Linked DNA regions of Mus musculus: region 1 is linked to region 2. Evidence: chromatin contacts called from public promoter capture Hi-C data. All regions are on one chromosome and are shown on one strand. Each heading gives the region's core, a stretch centred on a gene start, on an enhancer-like site or on the middle of the called end of the contact. The rest is flanking DNA. Distances are from core to core; before and after follow the strand shown.

Region 1 (4,926 bases), core at 2,288-4,787, 1.7 Mb before region 2:
GTGTTTTTAAATGTAAATTTCTGAGCATTTCTTGACCTTGCTGGGGGAGTAGGGTAGAATGGGAAATGAATAACTATTCCTCTTAAATTTTAACATATCTAGTATTACGTGCTTCAGAGGTGTGGATCAAGGGGTTACTTTGTGCCTTAGGACTAATGACAGAAAAAAGTGAGCTGGGTGGTGACAGCAGTGCCTGCCTTTGCTCCCGGCACTGGGAAGCAGAGGCAGGCAGAGCTCTGAGTTCCAGGTCAGCCAGGGATACACAGAGAAGAAGAAACTGTGTCTCAAAAGCAAACAAACAAACAAACAAACAAACAATTTGGATGTCCCCAGGTGGTGCACGCCTTTAATCCCAGCTCTTGGGAGGTAGAGGCAGGCGGATTTCTGAGTTGAGGCCAGCCTGGTCTGCAGAGTGAGTTCTAGGACAGCCAGGGCTATACAGAGAAACCCTGTCTTGAAAAACAAAAAACAAAACAACAACAAAAAAAGAAAAACAACAAACCAACAAACAAAAAAACCCAAAAAACCAAACCAAACAAAACAAAAAGTATGACTGTTAAATGCAATTCTCTTATTTATTTGTTTGTTTGTTTGTTTGTTTATATTTGAGACAGAGTGACAGTGGTCTTGAGCTCACTATGTAGCCTAGGATGACTTTGAACTTCTGACCCTCCTGTGTCTCCCTCTCAAGTGCTAGGATTCTAGGCATGCACCACTATACCCAGTTCAATATCTATGTTTTTCTAAAGCCTATTTGTAAATGTTTATTGCTATAACTTGTGAGTCTGTACATCTAAGCACTGATGCCCTGGGGGGGAAGCAGAAGCATCATATCCCCTTGTACTGGAGTTATGAGTAGTTGTGAGCCATCCAATAGAGGTGTGGGAAATCTAACTCAGGTCTGCTGCAAGCATAGTAAGTGTTCTTAACTGCAGAGCTATCTCTCCAGCCCTCAATGTCTCTTTGCAATGTGTCCTTAACCAAAGGCCCATCTACTTTCAGCTACAGACTTTTGCTTTGGTTGTTTTTTCCAAGACACGATTTCTCTTTGTAGCTTTGGCTGTCCTGAAACTCACTATGTTGACCAGGTTGGCCTCGAACTCACAAAGATCCACCTGCCTCTGCCTCTCAAGTGCTGGGATTAAAGGCACGTGCCACCACTGTCTGGCTCATCTCCAGGCTTAAGTCAATTCGGTTTTCCAAATAACAAAACTCACAAGAAGAAATCAGGTGAATAGTTTGATGGCTCTGGCAGGCCTGGAACTCATCACATCCTCCAACAGAGGCCTGCACCAGCACACTGAGCACCAGGGAAACTTTTTTTTTTTTTTTTTGTATTTTCGAGACAGGGTTTCTCTGTGTAACCCTGGCTGTCCTGGAACTCTGTAGACAAGGCTGGCCTTGAACTCAGAAATCCACCTGCCTCTGCCTCCCAAGTACTAGGATTAAAGGCGTGCGTCACCACCACCCAGCTTTTTTTTTTTTTTTAAACTTATGAAGAGAAAAAGAAATCTGCCTTTAGAGAAGTTTTAGGACGTTTCTGCCTAAGTCAGAGGTTACACACATTTTCTAAATTAAATGAACTGGTAAGACAAAATCGGCTCACCAGAGCTAAGGGTGACCAGTGATCTGTCAGCAGCAGCTTGGACAGCATGCAACTTGGAAGAAATGAATCTGGGGACCTAGGCTCCAATTAAAGAAGGGCCCATAAACATTTGCTTTGCCTCAAATACACAGAGAAAGCAATCAGATGCATAACACACCCAAGCTTCTAAGTGAGAACCATTCTAAGATCATAAGAACGTGGAATTGCTTGCCCCAGGAAGAGAAAAGGCAAAAGGAGAAAGACAGAAGATGCTTAGACCAGAAGCTTTCTTGGAAGTTCGCAGTGAGATTTCTACTCTCTCCTACTCGACTTGGCTCTAAATCCCAGAGAGTTTAGGGCAAAGCCTGGTTCCAGGTGTCCTGGTTTCAGCTCTGCGTAAAAGGTAAGAACAGCCCAGCCCACAGTTTCGTGCACAGAGGATCTTGAGTTCTAGCAAATCTGGCTGGTCCAGCTAAAACCACCAAGGACACCTAAACAGCCACCTGGCAGTCAAAGATTGCTACCAGAGAAAAGACCAGCATTCCTAAAATTGGTGGAACTGGTGTACTGATAAAGGCTGGGGAGAAACACCATCAAAAAACGATCATATTTTAATTAGTATGCTTCCTACAGGCTAGGAAAAACTGTGGATGAAAGAAAAAGTCCTTTGTTTGTGACCCCCGCCCCATTAATCTTCAATGTCACTGACAGTCACAATCACCCAACTACACTGTCAGTCCACACCCAACCACAAAGCCACCCAAGAGTCATAAAGTCTGTGAACCAGAAAACTACAGCTTCTCTCATCGTCAGGTACCCTCTAACATACTCAGCCCCATCATGGTGAGATGCTCTCTCTCTTTGGAACAGCCGTCCACACACACACCCGCCCTCTACTCACCTGATTGCCAAACACAGCCACGGAGCAGGCTGTTGAAACCTCATCAGCTCCAAACCAGACCGAAGCAATGCGTGAGGGCATGCCCAGAATGAAGACCTGTGCCACAGAGCAGATGACCTGACCCACCATTGTGACCGGGAAGAGGTGAGGCTCTAGGCTGCCCAGCTTTACCCAGGCTCCCAGGCAATTGAGAGCTGAGCCGGTGATAGCGATGGTTCGAAGACCAAATTTCTCCAGCATCCAGGCCACGGGCAGGAGCAGAGGGATGTAGGTCAGCATGTAGCACATGGACAGCCAATCAATGGCAAAGGCACTGACACCGTAGAAGTTCATGAAGATGTTATTGATGGAGCCGTACTGAATCCACTGGAAGGCATTGCACAAGGAGTAGCAACTGAACACCAGGACCACGACCCAACGACGCTTGCTCACCTTGATCACGCTGTCTTCTCTAACCAAGCTACTATGATGGGTCAAACCGCTGGGTTGAGCCAAGGTACTGGGGAGTGCTGAACTGCTGGGACGGACAGAGACGCTGGGGTCGATGGAGACACTAGGATGGATGGAGACACTGGGGTGGCCTGAGACGCTGGGGTGGCCTGAGACGCTGGGGTGGCCTGAGACGCTGGGATGGATGGAGCCGCTGGGCTGGGTGGAGTAGCTGGTGTCCATCTGGAATTCCGACTCTGGCGCAGGTCTGTCATTGCTCTCCTCCTGGTTGAGACTTTCATTCACCATGACCACAACGAGCTCCTGAATCCCAGGCACGTACTGACTCCTACAGTCTTATGGGTCAGCAGCCTTTTGCCTGTCCCCCTAGAGCTGAGGCAACACTTCTCCGGGAGCGCACCTCTGTTAGCGGAGAAATCGAGATCTCAGGTTCCTACGATCACTCCCTAGCAAACTGTTGTCCCCCAAGTTGGCCGCAGACGCCTTGCCACGCGTTCCAGGCTGTCCAGATGAAGCGTTGACCGTCCTGGAAAAAGTTTGACTCCTGAACAGCGAACTGTGGCAGGGCGAGCTCGGTTTGCTCCCGGGCAGGCTGGGGCCTCGCCCCCTCGGGCGCACGTGACCGCCCCGCCCCCCGGCCTGCCCGGCTCCCCACGCCCCTCAACCCCTCCCACCCAGGATCCCCTGCCTCCTTGAGCGGGGCTCGCAAGGCGCCGCTCTTGTTTCGCCATAGGTTGGGGTGTACATTCCTCTCCGACGTCCCCGGTGTCATGGAAACCGCCCGGTTAGCCCCCACCCCTACACTTTCCCTAAATTCACTTGTCCCCCCCACTCCCAGAGGTCTTCGTTGGTAAATGAGGACTTCGCCTCACGCCCTTCCGAGGTCAGAGTCTTCTCGGGGCCAGCGGGCGTGCACCGAGGCTCGGAGTCCCTAAACTGCTCAGGGGGATCCGAGAGAGATCCCTACCTTCCTCTCTTTTGCTGGGCTCTCCAGGTGACAGTTCAGTGTGCCTGGTGAAAGGAATGCTTGCTTTTCTCAGAGACCTCCCAGCCGACAAAGACTTATTTTGGTGAACTCGTATATGAACTTGTTTAGTGTCTGACGGGTCCCTGAGGTCTCCCACTAGGGAACCCCGCGAGCCAAGCATAGCCTGGAGGGAAAGTTGTGGAACCAAGTCTCTGCGCAGGCTCTGGGAGTGAGGCAACGAAGTGACTCATACAGCCTCGTAGCCCTCCGCTGCCACCTACCGATCCCCTGAGCGTCACCTCTTAGCCTGGAAGCAAGGCTTTCAGAGAAGGAATGCTGGCTTGCGCTGGTCCCTACAACTCCATGGGTTCACAGTGATAAAGAACCCAAAATTTAGGTTGGATTCCGGTTTAGCGACTTAGGCGTGTAACAATAGGTCACTGAACACCACTTCTGAGCTCCCGTTTCTTTTGCAAAATGTAGATGGTGAAATAATGGCCCTTAGAAAAATCCAGCCAGGCGTGGTGGCACACACCTTTAATCCCAGCACTCGGGAGGCAGAGGCAGGTGGATTTCTGAGTTCGAGGCCAGCCTGGTCTACAGAGTGAGTTCCAGGACAGCCAGGGCTATACAGAGAAACCCTGTCTCGAAAAAAAAAAAAAAAAAAAAAAGAAAAATCCCTGGCTGATAATTCGTTCAACAAATGTTTCCTATCCTGCCAAAAGGCTAGCATTTGTTGCCACGGGGTAAATGTGCTTCATGGGTGAGCATGCCGGGCATTCTATAATGTAGTTACTATTGCTTGCCCTGGGTGTGTGTGTCTGTATGTGTGCATGTGTATGGTGTATGTGCAGGCACTCAAGGCTTTGAAAACATCGAGCTGTAAGCTCTCGGCCTTCTTGCCTCGTGCTATAGACAAGAAAACAAGCCTTTTAGAACTCAGTTAACTAAGGTCCCAGCTGGCCTGAAAAGTCATACTTCCCATCATTCAAGCTACCACACAGTTACATAAGAGCAGTCTGA
Region 2 (5,015 bases), core at 23-2,522:
GCCTCCCTGGACTTGCTGTTACAGCTTAAAGTGTTCCTGGTTCTCTTAGAGAGAGCCTCTGTGATAAGCCCGTTAGCGTTTGTTAAGTACGGGAGATGCATAATGATTAATCTTGTCTTACAACTTGGTACGTGTTGAAATCGTGTTTAAAAAGAAAGATTGGGAAAGATACCGCTACAAAAGTCTGGATTGTGCCAAAGCATATCAGGGAACTGTCATTCTACTGATCCATGCCAAACAAGCCCTTATTCCCTTACTCTCCTTACGCCCCTTCCAAGCCTCTTTCTAGTCTTTGTGGAACCTGGAGCCACTTCTGCTGAAACCAGACTGATTCTGCTCCTTAATTACATTCCAGGTAGCGGTGCCGGTGGTGGTGGTTGTTTTGAGATAAGGTTTCCTCACTCTCAAGTTGACCTTGAATTTTCTATGTAGCTAAGGATGGCCTGAATTTCCTGCCCCCACCTTCCAAATGTTGGGAATCAGGGCCTGCCTGCACCACCAGCTCTGCGCTCGTCCGGTTCCTTGTCAAGATGTGTAACCATTTGTCCTTAACTGAAAAGGTTTCCTAGAATGAGTCAATGGGCAGGGAGTTGGTGTTTTCCAGCTCAGCTGAGAGAGAAAGTTCAAGCAAACTGGGTTTTTTGGAAAGGTTTCGTAAATAGACGTGTTACAAAAGCAAGGGCAACTGCTCTGTAGAAAGAGAGAGCAGGCATGTTAGAGTTGGGAATAGAGGGAGAAAAGGGCTTGCAGCTGGGCGAGAGACAGCTAAGTTGGGTCAGGGTTGGCAGGTAGACAGGCTTCTCCGAAGCTCCTTCCCCAAGAAAGACAAACAAGGCCTTGTGGCTCATTAACAGAGTCTTGCTTCTAATGGAGCTAATTGTAGCTGACTAAGTTTTAAGGGTGGCTTCTAAAAAAAAAAAAAAAAGAAAGAAAGAAACAAACCAAAAAACCCCAAAAAACAAAAACCCAAAACCAAAAAAAACATGACCTAATCCTATTCCAGACTGCACCTACTATAAGCTAAATATGAGGTAACCAAGAAAAACCACAGCTATGTCTTGGTAGCTGTGATAACTGTTAACTCTCCATAGACAGAAAAGGAAAAAGGCCCGTGGTCACGCTAGAGCTAATGACATAAGGCAGAACCAAAGAGAGGATAAATAACATGACTAGCCGACCCCAGAAAGCTCCAAGACTAGCCAGACCGTGCAAGGTTGGAGTAGTGCAACACTTACCAGCAGACAGACAAGGTCAAGAGCTAATAACGGCAGAAGTCAGAGATGGACAGAGAAGGGCTTCAACCAGCCCTAACCAGGCAAGCATAAACAGCTTTTGAGCTCCCTGATTGGACCAGGTGACTGTGCATAGACTATGTGCCTTCCAATGTTCAACTTTCCCATACTCAGATAATCTACCTCAGTGTTGGTCCACTGTCTGTGTTGAGTCCTATAAGAAGTCCCTAGATAAGCTCAAAGAATTTGATTTTCTTCTCTTGGGGAACCTCTCCGGAATTCTGCTTTCTGCTGTATTTCATCTTTATTCTGTCAGCTTTCTACCTGTAGTAATAAAATTATTCCTCAAGCGTTGTCAGTGAATTTCATTCTTCAAGTTTCTGATAAGTCAGGGAGACAGCCCCCCCCCCCACTCCCCATTGCCACAGCGCTGGTTGCACTCACAGGGACGCTCCTGCGTTTCCATTCTTTGTAACTCTTGAAGAAACATTCTCCCAAAGGTTGCAGTCAGGTAATTTCAAATATAGCCCATGGTCAATATATCAAATATATCAAATATATCCCATGGTCAATAGCCTCATGTCACTTTCCGAACTTTTTGTATTTGGTCCCTGGTGAATGTGTAAGCACCTCTGCTGGTTTTGGAAATTTGTGTAGCTGTAAAAATTTTTTCAAAAAATAGAGGTTCAGATCCCTCTTATGGTGGTTTAGTCACTCTTGGAGCTGAATTTTATCCTATCTTTTGGTGTTTTGTAGAGGAGGAGGCTCGAAGGTAGATAGCTTGTGGTAGCCTGGCTTGTGCTCTGTGTACTGAAAATGGCTCTTTAAAAGCCCTCACACAACTCTTTAAGGGAGATGTAAGAATCAGGTTTGCCTGCCTGTGACAAACCACCTGAGCTACCCAGCTTATTACTACAAGGGAGAAAGGCTTCTCTTAGCTCCTGGCTTCAGAGGCCCCAGTCTACAGCAGCTCGGCTTTATTGCCCTGGGTCTGTGGTCAGACAGAACACCATTACAGGACACCTGTGGCAGAGCAGAGCTGCCCCCTTCCTGGCAGCTGGAAGCAGAGGGGGAGGGGTGAAATCTCCTTCAAGGGCATGCTCCCTGTGGTCTGAACCTCTTCCATCAGGCCCTACCTCCTAAGGTCCGTATGACCTCCCAGTAGCGCCGCAGACTGGAAACCAAGTGTTTAGCATGTAGCCTTTGGAGGACTTTTGAGAGTCAAACATAACTGGAAGGTTGCCTTGTTCTAAGGATAATTAACTGAAATGGAAGGCAGGGTTTTTCAAAACGACCGATGCCCCTGTGTGCAAAGTCTTGTCATCCTAGTGACACATTGGTCCCACCCCTCTTGATTCCTCAAAACACTGATCTTTAACTCACCTGATTGGGTGCTCACCATGACCTTTCCCTTAGTTGCAGCTGATGCTCAGGCTGAGAGATTAAATGCTTCATGGACCACTGATTGCTTTTATAATTTTATTGAATGATCAATAAGCATTCCCACAGAACTGGGATATGGAACTGTCTCGGAGCCTTAGGAGACATGGATTTATAGAAACACATGACCGCGATCCACTACCGACAACATTCTTTCTCTCTGATATCTCTTCCTCTAACCACCTAGGGAATATTTAAGTATTTGGAAAATAATAAATATTTATTTGTGGGTTTTGTGTTTGTTTTTATTTTTGAAGCAGGGTCTCACCATGTGGTCCTTGATGGCCTAGAACATACAAACCGCGGTGGCCTCAAACTCACAGATTATTTTTTGTATTTACTAAAATGAGGTCATCTGCAGAGTTTTTCTCCAACTTCTCATAATTAAGGTCAAGAAAGCCTCCATATTCATGAAACAGAAGAACAGAACATCTAGCTCTGGTCCTATCTAAGGGCTGGGGTGTGTCTCAGCAGTACAGGATTTGGCTAGCAAGAACAAGCTATGTAGTCCATCTCTGGTACCAGTAGTAAGTAAAATAAGAAAAAAAGTCTTTAAAAATCATAGTCAAGCCAGGCATGGTGCCACATGCCTTTAATCCCAGTACTCGGGAGGCAGAGGCAGGCAGATTTCTGAGTTTGAGGCCAGCCTGGTCTACAAAGTGAGTTCCAGGACAGCCAGGGCTACACAGAGAAACCCTGTCTCAAAAAAAAAAAAAAAATCATAGTCAAGATCCTGTAAGAAGCTCTGCTCTCAAATTCAGACTGGCTATTGTGTCCTGCCTTTCTCCTGGAACACTTTACTAAATGGGATAATTGAATATTTCCTGTGGTTTCTGAGGTTGAAGTGTGTACTGGCTAGTTTTGTGTCAACTTGACACAGCTGGGGTTATCACAGAGAAAGGAGCTTCAGTTGAGGAAATGCCTCCATGAGATCCAACTCTAAGGCATTTTCTCAATTAGTGATCAAGGGGGAAAGGCCCCTTGTGGGTGGGACCATATCTGGGCTGGTAGTCTTGGGTTCTATAAGAGAGCAGGCTGAGCAAGCCAGGGGAGGCAAGCCAGTAAAGAACATCCCTCCGTGGCTTCTGCATCAGCTCCTGCTTTCTGACCTGCTTGAGTTCCAGTCCTGATTTCCTTTGGTGATGAACAGCAGTATGGAAGTGTAAGCCAAATAAACCCTTTCCTCCCCAACTTGCTTCTTGGTCATGATGTTTGTGCAGGAATAGAAACCCTGACTAAGACAAAGTGTAAAACATTCCAAGGTAAAATCCAAGGAGCATGCCCTCTGTCTTCCATACTGCTGTTCTTTACTGGCTTGCCTGCTTCCCCTGGCTTGCTCAGCCTACTCTCTTATAGAACCCAAGACTACCAGCCCAGAGATGGCACCACCACAAGGGGACCTCCCCCCTTGATCACTAATTGAGAAAATGCCTTGCAGTTGGATCTCGTGGAGGCATTTCCCCAACTGAAGCTCCTTTCTCTGTGATAACTCCAGCTGTGTCAAGTTGACACAAAACTAGCCAGTACACCCTCCCTCCCCTAGTTCTAGGGAGGGTGAATGTGAGAGGCTTGTTTGCAGGTGAGTCCCTGACAGCTGCCCTGTCTCTTGCCAGGATCTGCATCTTAATTAATATTCAGTGTGTTCCCTCCAGTTGGCAATGTAATTGTCTCTATTAATGGCATCAGAGAGCTGCTTAACTTCAGATGTGAGACCTGTCTTTAAAATCTGCTTCCTCTTTCTAACTCTGCTTATAGGGCTTTAGGAAGGAGAAGTTCCTACTGTTAGTAATTTGTCAGAGAAAGAGGATTGGAGGAGCCCAGAATAATTTAGGATGGGTTAGTCTACAGGTAGATAATTTTACACACACACATATCAATAAAGATAGAATCTAATGATGGGTATATTATGTTTTTTCTTAGAAATGTATGCTTCTATAATATAATGGTTGTTACGGTACATTCTAGTAATCCCACCTCTCAGGAGACAGAACAAGGGGTATTATCCTGAATTTGAGTCCAGCCTGGTCTATAGCTGCCACTAGCTGACTCAGTCCGAGTCCCAACCCGGGGGAGAAATCAGGGTCCCGGTACTCAGGTGGGCAAGGAATCGGCGAGTGACAAACAGACATTAACACAAGGGAGTATTGGGTCTGAATGTAATTTCTCAAAGCGAGCATCAGACTTATATTACAGAAGAAAACAAGGAAGTTAGGTGATACATTAGCCAAGGCACATCGAAGTTATCCAATGCATAATGATTCTTTACACAAAACAGAGAAATGCATACATAAAAGCTAGCAGGAACCAGGCAGTGTTTACAACTGAGATAAGATCAGCCATATC

What was found. Capture Hi-C pulls out chosen DNA fragments and counts their contacts.
Region 1: a promoter capture Hi-C map of liver shows a contact between it and region 2, with 2.7 times the contacts expected there. The contact joins the promoter of Flvcr2 here to the promoter of Acot3 in region 2. A contact is called at or near these places in 2 of 39 promoter capture datasets (liver and pre-B cells) and 1 of 9 other capture datasets (liver).

The regions. Positions count from the first base shown.
Region 1 is chr12:85,745,150-85,750,075 of GRCm38.p6, reverse strand. Flvcr2 (feline leukemia virus subgroup C cellular receptor 2) reads right to left here and starts at 3,537. Exons shown (of 10, transcript NM_145447.2): 1 at 2,487-3,537. The coding sequence starts at 3,224.
Region 2 is chr12:84,048,401-84,053,415 of GRCm38.p6, reverse strand. It overlaps Acot3 (acyl-CoA thioesterase 3), which reads right to left and starts at 1,272. Exons shown (of 4, transcript NM_001346701.1): 1 at 1,236-1,272. All of the region lies in intron 1 of Gm40474 (a long non-coding RNA gene), which reads left to right.